Regions from separate parts of the Macaca mulatta genome. Here region 2 is linked to region 1. A link is a contact called in public Hi-C data. All regions are on one chromosome and are shown on one strand. Each heading gives the region's core, a stretch centred on a gene start, on an enhancer-like site or on the middle of the called end of the contact. The rest is flanking DNA. Distances are from core to core; before and after follow the strand shown.

Evidence for each region. A called contact is a pair of places that touch in the nucleus more often than the background predicts.
Region 2: a contact with region 1 is called in a Hi-C map of liver, with 4 times the contacts expected there. The contact joins the promoter of CLPB here to the promoter of LAMTOR1 in region 1. A contact is called at or near these places in 3 of 14 Hi-C or Micro-C datasets (fetal cortex germinal zone, fetal cortical plate and liver).

What each region holds. Positions count from the first base shown.
Region 1 is chr14:72,399,520-72,403,768 of T2T-MMU8v2.0, forward strand. LAMTOR1 (late endosomal/lysosomal adaptor, MAPK and MTOR activator 1) reads right to left here and starts at 1,844. Exons shown (of 5, transcript NM_001194634.3): 1 at 1,640-1,844. The coding sequence starts at 1,681. All of the region lies in intron 5 of LRTOMT (leucine rich transmembrane and O-methyltransferase domain containing), which reads left to right. It also overlaps the pseudogene LOC114672564.
Region 2 is chr14:72,765,140-72,769,289 of T2T-MMU8v2.0, forward strand. CLPB (ClpB family mitochondrial disaggregase) reads right to left here and starts at 2,398. Exons shown (of 17, transcript NM_001261302.1): 1 at 1,951-2,398. The coding sequence starts at 2,353.

The DNA of each region.
Region 1 (4,249 bases), core at 594-3,093:
AGGCATTAATCCTTCTTGACTCATTCCCTGCAAGAGTCCACATTATGCTTTAAGGGACAATTTCCCACTAGGCCACAGCTCTCCCAGTAGGCAGGGTTATTGTTGTCTCTTTCTCAAAAAGGTGGAGGTGAAGTGAGAGGTATTAGGCATGACACATGCCTAACACAGAGCAAAGGAAATATGTGTTCATTGGGTGTATGAAGAATTGAGAACCAGAAGCGACCCTTGCTTCCCATACAAATGACATTTTCTTTTTTTTTTTTTTTTTTGAGACGGAGTCTCACTGTCTCCCAGGCTGGAGTGCAGTGGCCGGATCTCAGCTCACTGCAAGCTCCGCCTCCCGGGTCCACGCCATTCTCCTGCCTCAGCCTCCCGAGTAGCTGGGACTACAGGCGCCCGCCACCTCACCCGGCTAGTTTTTTTTTTGCCTGTTTTAGTAGAGACGGGGTTTCACCGTGTTAGCCAGGATGGTCTCGATCTCCTGACCTCATGATCCACCCGTCTCGGCCTCCCAAAGTGCTGGGATTACAGGCTTGAGCCACCGCGCCCGGCCACAAATGACATTTTCCTAAGCTTAAGCCCTTAATCCAAAATACGTTCACTGAAGAAATAACTACTTCCCAAGTACCAGTGATATAATCTATTTTTGTGACCATCTCCCCTATTAGACTGTGAGCTACTTGAAACCTTTCTACTTTCTCAGGTCTACTATATGTTCAAATGTAGAATCCAGGGTTAGAGACGATCAAAAAAGAGTGGACAGCAACTTGTGACTTCATCCTTGAATGTCAGGCCAGGCGGGGCAGGGATTAGAATGTGGAGAGAAGTGAGAATGCACTAAGAGGAAGAGGGAGAATTTAAAACTGTACAGGTCTCCCCAGCCTAAGCCTTTCGTCAGAGGGATCAGATCTACAGCCAAATTCTCAGAACAGGCATGTCTCCAGCTAAAGGAACCCTCAGGCCCCAGGCAGACTGCACTGAGGCAAGCCAAACTCAGACCCAAATGAACTTCCCGCTCCATTTCTCTTTTACCACAATCTAGTCAAAGCTAAACCCTCTTTGTTGCTTCCCAGACAATTTCCCCCATGTCCCGATGTCCTCACTGTATCCATTAAATCCTTCATTGGCCAACTCAAAGGCCACCAACTTCCAGAATCGTCCTCTGGCCCTAAACTAGCAGCGACCTTCCTTCTGCAACCCCAGGGACTAAGACGATACATGAATTCCTGATTCATCGCAGGACAGCCTAACTCAGGGCCTCAGCTTACCCACCCCTGCAATGGATTCGCAAAACCCACTAATACAGAGAAGACAGGAAGCTGGGAAGGGAGTATTTCCCGGGGACCTAGACTGAGGATCCTTGAATCTGGAAAGTTTTGAAGGTAGGAGCAAACGGAAGTGGTGGGAGCGAGCCGGACAGGCGGCTGCCTGTACACCCCGAGGCGGGGACCGCGTAGAAAGCTGGGGCTTTAACTGGGGTAGGAGTCCGGCTTGGCGTCTCCTGTGTAATCTGTCCCCTCCAGGCCTCCGTATTCATCGAGCCCTGCAGTCCTGGCCCGTTCTCCGCAGATTTCTTTCTGGGGCCCCAAGCCCCAGGGTCTTAGCCCTCATTCCCGAGCCCCGCCTGCCGCGGCCGCACCTGGTCCGAGTCCTCGTTCTCGCTGCTGTAGCAGCACCCCATGGCAGGGGTCAGGCCGGGCGCTCAGGCCGCGCCGAGGAGGGACGGCGTCCGTCAGGAGCCCTTCCGGTCACATGACCCGCAACTGCCTCCCGCAGGCAACCACCCGCCGCCACCCCCAGTATCCCTTCTCCCGGAGCCGCTGGGCCGCCTCAGGCAATACCCCGGCTTCCGGTCCCGCCCGCTAGCGCGTGATCGTTGTCAACCAATAGGAAGGCGTAACCGGACACGCAGGCAAGTGAAGCGAGGAAAGGGAGGGGCGGATCACATGACTTCATCTTTCCAGTCTCTAAACTGGCAGAAGTGGCCGTCGTGAATAGTGTTATGCGTTCTCGTGGCCACTAGGCCACTTCTCTGGGCCATTGAGCGAACTCGTACCAAATGCCCTTATATGCCCTCGTGATATACTCTTCTAAATGCCATGCGAGGGGCGAGTGGGATCCAGGCCTGACGCTCCTAGATCGTACAGCCTGGGTGCACACACAGAAGATCCAGATGACCGGTACCCAGTAGGGGAACAGAGGGTGTATCGCCCAGCTGGGCTGGGGGTGAATACACGGAGGGTGTATTCTGCACCTGGGCTGGGGATCTGCGACTTACAGGAAGAAGGGACCTTATACTCCTTCACATGCTGACGCGGAGCGGAGATAAATCCTGGTGGAGGAGATAGAAGTCACCTCACTGACCTCTCTGCCTTCAGGCTTTTATCTTTAATTCTGCCTTTTTTTTAACAGGACCCATAGTAAATCTAACGCACAAAGCTGACCATCAGTTCTCTTTTCCTAAACGCCCCTCCTCCCCCATGTCTTCCCTTGGGCCCTGAACACAGGTCCAAGTCCGTCCAAAATTGTATAGTGATCCATTTGTTGTTCATGCGCGTGTGATTCCGCGTGTGTGAAATGCGCCCACCCTCAAATCTTGTTTTGGCACATTACCCATCTGACATATCAAAGTCACGCAGAGCCTGACACCTCTCTGCCACTGCATGTTCTGAGGTGAGGGGTGAGGGGGTGGAGGGGTGAGCAATCTGTTTCACTGGACATAGAGAAATGATGTTTCCTGATTGATCTACTGGACTTTGCACATGCAGCCTGGTCTGCCTACTGTCTTCGAGACTCAGTACAATGTCCTCCTGATTACCTTCTCTGACCCCATTCTCTGGACATGTCCAGCTCTCTATGCTTAATCCTCATCCAGTGTTAATTCATGCATCTATTAACAAATATTTGCTGAGCGTCTACTATGTGCCACACACTGTTATATCTGGATATGCATCAGTTCACAAAACAGCCAAAGTCCCTGTAGTCGTGGAACATCCAATAGTGATCACACTATATTCTATGTTCCTGGGTCAGTCTCACCTACCAAACTTGGGAGTTCCTAGAGCACAATGACAGGTTCTGACTCTTACCTGTGGCCCAAGGCATGGCCTTGCTTACAAAAAACTTGCGTATCAATGAGTACATTACAGTCACCCCATCACCTTGGCTCACCCCATGCCCCATCTCCTGATCCAAGGGATCGCAGAAGTCGCCAGATCTCGTACCTCTTATAACCCCTCAAATCAAGACCCTGAGGTTCTGTAAATCTTTTGAGGTTCCTGAAGGGTAGGAGGCAGCTTAAGCTCATCCCTGGGGCTGGTAACTTGAACTGCAGGTCTCAGGTGACAGCAGCCACCTCAGCATGAATAATTGAAAGCCAGTCCAGCCTCCTGCTCAGAGTTATCCCCCACAGCAGGCCCTGGACTCCCTCAACCTGTCCTGTGCTCTGGTCTTGCCTAAGCAGGAGCCTCCAGCCCAGGTAAGCAGGGCCCTGGATTGTGGGTTCCCAAGCACACCAGTTCAAGCCCACCGCATCACTCATCTATTCACACCCATCCATACACTCTTTCATTTTTACTCCCCGCCACCACCAGGGGCCTTGCAAGAAGGCCTGCAAGGAGGTCAGATCTGGATGAGGAAGAGAATGGCCCAGGACATGGGAGGAGAGGCCCATTCCCCATAGGCCTCTGGAGAGAAGAGCTGAGTAGAGGGAATATGTGTGCTGTGTGTTATGTGTATGTACACATTTGTGAAGGGAATTCTAAGACAGCACAGGAGAAGAAGGGAATACAGCGGAGAGGAGATAGGGCTGGAGAATTATTACAGAATCAAAGACTCCTCCTATCCGCAGGGAAGAGCAGGCAGAGGGAGGGTCCTGGGATGGGAAAGAGGACATCTCACCCTAACACCCTATGGAGTATTTTGATTGCCTTTTACTGAGGCAGGGCACAGTGATGGTGAAGGTGTTTGACTGCAAACCTATGCTCTTTTGCTACACAGCAGTGGTCAGAGGAGTCCAAGCAGGCAGAGGGTAGGGGTGGGGGAAGATATCCCAGAGGGGAACTAGTGAAAGGGGTCCTGAAGAAGGGGTGACTTCAGTGATAAAGAGAAACAAGTCAGGGGAACAATGTGAAGATGGAACCAGGGGTTGGGACTGGGAAGAGGTGATTTGGGGCTGGGTGCTGAAAGTAGACAGTATGGAGTCCTTGAAAGTACACAGGCTTGGAATCATACTAACCTGGATTCAAAT
Region 2 (4,150 bases), core at 1,148-3,647, 370 kb after region 1:
AGCCCCACTCCATCTGCTCTCATCTCATTCCAAAGACCTTATCTTCCAACCAAGCTGGCCACTCAGAAAGCCCCTGCTCACACCATGGTGCCCTGAAACTCTAATTTCCATTCCCTGAAGCCTTTGTATGGAATATAATCCAAGTCTCACACATTTACTGAGCACCTACTAAGTTCCAGACACTGTGATGGACAAATGATGTCTAGGTATTAGGGAAAGTTGCTGGTATAACCTGAAAAAACAAAAGAGAAGATACATTTCCTGCTCTCATGGGGCTCACAAAGTCACTCTCCTTTTCATTTCTACTTCATCCTTCAGAACTCAAGTTCGAATTTCCCATCCTCTGGGGTCTCCAACACTTCAGGAAGGCTTTCCTGACCCTACTGGCCCTCTGATCCCCCAACAACACACAGCACCACTCGCCAGCCCTACATTCCAACTGCCTGCACTATCCCCTTGACTGATTTTGTGTTAAGTTAGGACTTTCCACACACCTAGCCTAAAACTAGACGCACAGTGGGTACCCCCAAAAATGCTGGAAGTTACAGGATTACAGCATGCCTAAGCTAGATGCCCTTAGCGTCTATGTCAACACCCTCATTTTGTAGATGAGGAAACAGAAAACCACTGAGGAGACGCAAAAGTCCAAATTCACAATGAGAGTTAGACACAGAACCAAAACAAGATCCCCAGTGTTGTCTCTCCCAGACCAAAGTCCTTCCTTTACAACTGGCCACATCAAACGAATGGAAGTCAAGGCACTCCCCACTCCCCCATTCTTGCTCCAAATTCTCAGAGCTTGGGGTGCACGGAATCTATGGACACCATGCCTCAGTCTGTCTTCTTGATGAATGACTAAGAACCTGAATGGCTGGATTCACATAGGTCATAGGTCTGGCTCTCTGTCCACTCTCTCAGCTGCTGCTTAGCTTCATGGATCCAGATGAGATGCTAATCAGGATCAGCCAGTCCCCCAGCAGTTGCCCTTGGGCCTCCAGGAATCCACCTTCCTTCTCCTACCAACTATCCCACATGGCAAGATCACCTAACAGCATGTGAGACCAGACATAGCAAAATCCTGACACTGACAGACTCAGGCCGCTTAACTCCAAAAGGAATCAAAATAACAGTACTGTAAAAATGTTAAGAAATTATCTTTCACTATATAAATAAATTGGCCAGGAGCGGTGGCTCACACCTGTAATCCCAGCACTTCAGCAGGCCGAGACAGGTGGATCACGAGGTCAAGAGATCGAGACCATCCTGACCAACAGCTAAAAACACAAAAATTAGCTGGGCATGGTGGCGCACGCCTGTAGTCCCAGATACTCGGGAGGCTGAGGCGGGAGAATAGCTTGAACCCGGGAGGCAGAGGTTGCAGTGAGCTGAGATCGCGCCACTGCACTCCAGCCTGGCGACAGAGAGAGACTCCATCTCAAAAATAAATAAATAAATAAATAAATAAATAAATAAAGGTCAAGGTGGCATTAAAACCGAGTCAGGTTCTTCCTGACTCTGGCACGTTTGGTGACGGGGGTTGGCGGGGGGCAGTCTGGCAACTTCTCTAAACCATCTAGAAGTTGCCCTTAAAACACCCCATAGTTTCCGTTTCCTGGAGATCTCAGGAAGGAGGAATTGGACCACGCAGAATATGAGAAACATAAGGGGACCATGCTGTAATATTAGATGTTTAGTCCAAGATCCCCATTGTACAGATGGATAAAATCATGCCCAGAGAGGGGAGGCGGATCTATGATAGGAGATTATACAACTCTGAGGTGATGAGGTCTCTAGGGCAACACCCTGCCCCTGTAACCAGATGATGTCTGAGTCCCTCCAAGACTTAGGCTCTAAAGATCTAAACCTGTAAGTACCTCCCACCCTTCTAAGATACGAAGTTAGGACAATCTTCCCGCCTCTCCCTTCCTCAGATCCAGATCTCATAATCACCCTTGTTGGACGGACTCTTGCTGTAGCAATGAACAACCAGCGCTGTGGCCAGGGCCCACATGCTCAGTCCGGCCCTGTTGGGGACCCCGTTCCAGCTGTCCTGTCCTGGAAGTGTTTCTTCGGGGCCAAGAAGGCGTCCCCAAGTGGCAGCCGCGAGGCATTTGGTATCGAAGCGTCCTCCCTGGCGCCCCCAGGTGGCTGCCCCGCGTCCGGAGAACAAGGCCGGCGATGTTCCAGGGCGCCCCCCGGCGGCTGCCCTCAGCCACTGCGGCTCCCCGAGACTCCCAGTGGTCACATTCGGGCCGGAAGCACCTCCATGGCCCCGGAGCGTTGGGGACCTGAGCAGCCGGAGGAGTAGCCGTGGCGCCAGTGCTTTTCTCCTCAACACCAGGGACCCCAGCATCGTGACAGCTGCTTCGATAACCCCGCGGTGCCGGCCCCTGTGGTGGCCACGTCTAACATGGCTGCCGCGGCGCGTTCGAAGACGCCGCGAACAGGGTGGAGTTGCGCACTACCTCACGGGAGGGGTAGTCCACAGCCCTAAGCCTTTTCCCAGCTGGAGAACAAATAAAATACGCTTCCCAGAAGGCTGTGGGACTACGTCACAATGACTGCAGACTTATAGGAACCCGGGGCATGTTGGGAAATAGAGTTCGGGTGAAGGGGCGTGGCGATTAGAGCTAAAGATTAGAATCCCACGATTTCTTTCCTAGTTTAGTTGAAGCACACGACACAATTTTTTTTTTTTTGAGACGAGTCTCGCTCTGTCGCACAGACTGAAGTGCGGTGGCGCGATATCTGCTCACTACAACCTTCGTCTCCTGTGTTGAAGCAGTTCTCCTACCTCAGCCTCCGGAGTAGCTGGGATTACAGGCGCCCGCCACCACGCCCAGTTAATTTTTGTATTTTTAGTGGAAACGGAGTTTCACCACGTTGGCCAGGCTGGTCTCTTAACTCCTAATCTCAGGCTATCCGCCCGCCTCTGCTTCCCAAAGTGCTGGAATTAGAGGCGTGAGCCACCGCGCCCGGCCCACAATATAATATATATGTATTTTGTTTGTTTTGTTTTGAGACGGAGTCTCGCTCTGTCGCCAGGCTGGAGTGCAGTGGCGCGATCTCGGCTCACTGTAGCCTCCGCCTCCTGGGTTCAAGCGATTCTCCTGCCTAAGCCTCTCGAGTAGCTGGGCGCTCGCCACCACGCCCAGCTAATTTTTGTATTTTAGTAGACACAGGGTTTCATCATGTTGGGCAGGATGATCTTGATCTCCTGACCTCGTGATCCGCTCGCCTTGGCCTCCCAAAGTGCTGAAATTACAGGCGTGAGCCACTGCGCCCGGCCCGAGGCACTCAAATATTTTTTTCAGTGAATGGATTACTCTCACCTTATTAGTGTGGGAGAGTATATGAGCTTTGGCATTCAGGCAGACGTGGATTTTAATTTTGACTCTTGCATTTACATGCGTGACCTTGGATAAACTCCCTTTACCTCTCTGGTAGTTAATTCCTCATTATTGTTGAAGATAATTCCTACCTTCAAGATGATTGCTCGTATTAAATAAGATAATACGTAGGAAGCCCCTAACACTGTCCCTGGCTCACAGTAGGTCTTTAAGAAATGGTAGCGGCCGGGCGCGGTGGCTCAAGCCTGTAATCCCAGCACTTTGGGAGGCCTAGGCGGGCGGATCACGAGGTCAGGAGATCGAGACCATCCTGGCTGACACGGTGAAACCCCGTCTCTACTAAAAAATACAAAAAACTAGCCGGGCGAGGTGGCGGGTGCCTGTAGCCCCAGCTACTCGGGAGGCTGAGGCAGGAGAATGGCGTGAACTCGGGAGGCGGAGCTTGCAGTGAGCTGAGATCTGGCCACTGCACTCCAGCCTGGGCGGCAGAGCGAGACTCCGTCTCAAAAAAATAAATAAATAAATAAATAAATAAATAAATAAATAAATAAAAGAAATTGTAGCTATGATTGTATTCTCTGCTCTGTGTATTCTACACTTCCTCCAGGCAAATACTGAACTTCTCATTTCCACATCCCTTAGTAAGACAGGAATGAATGAACGACTATTATTCTGGGGTTTTTTTGAGACAGGGTCTCACTCTGTTACACAGGCTGGAGTACAGTTGCCACTGCAGCCTCAACCTCCTGGGCTCAAGGGATCATCCCATCACCTCAGCCTTCTGAATAGCTGGGACCATA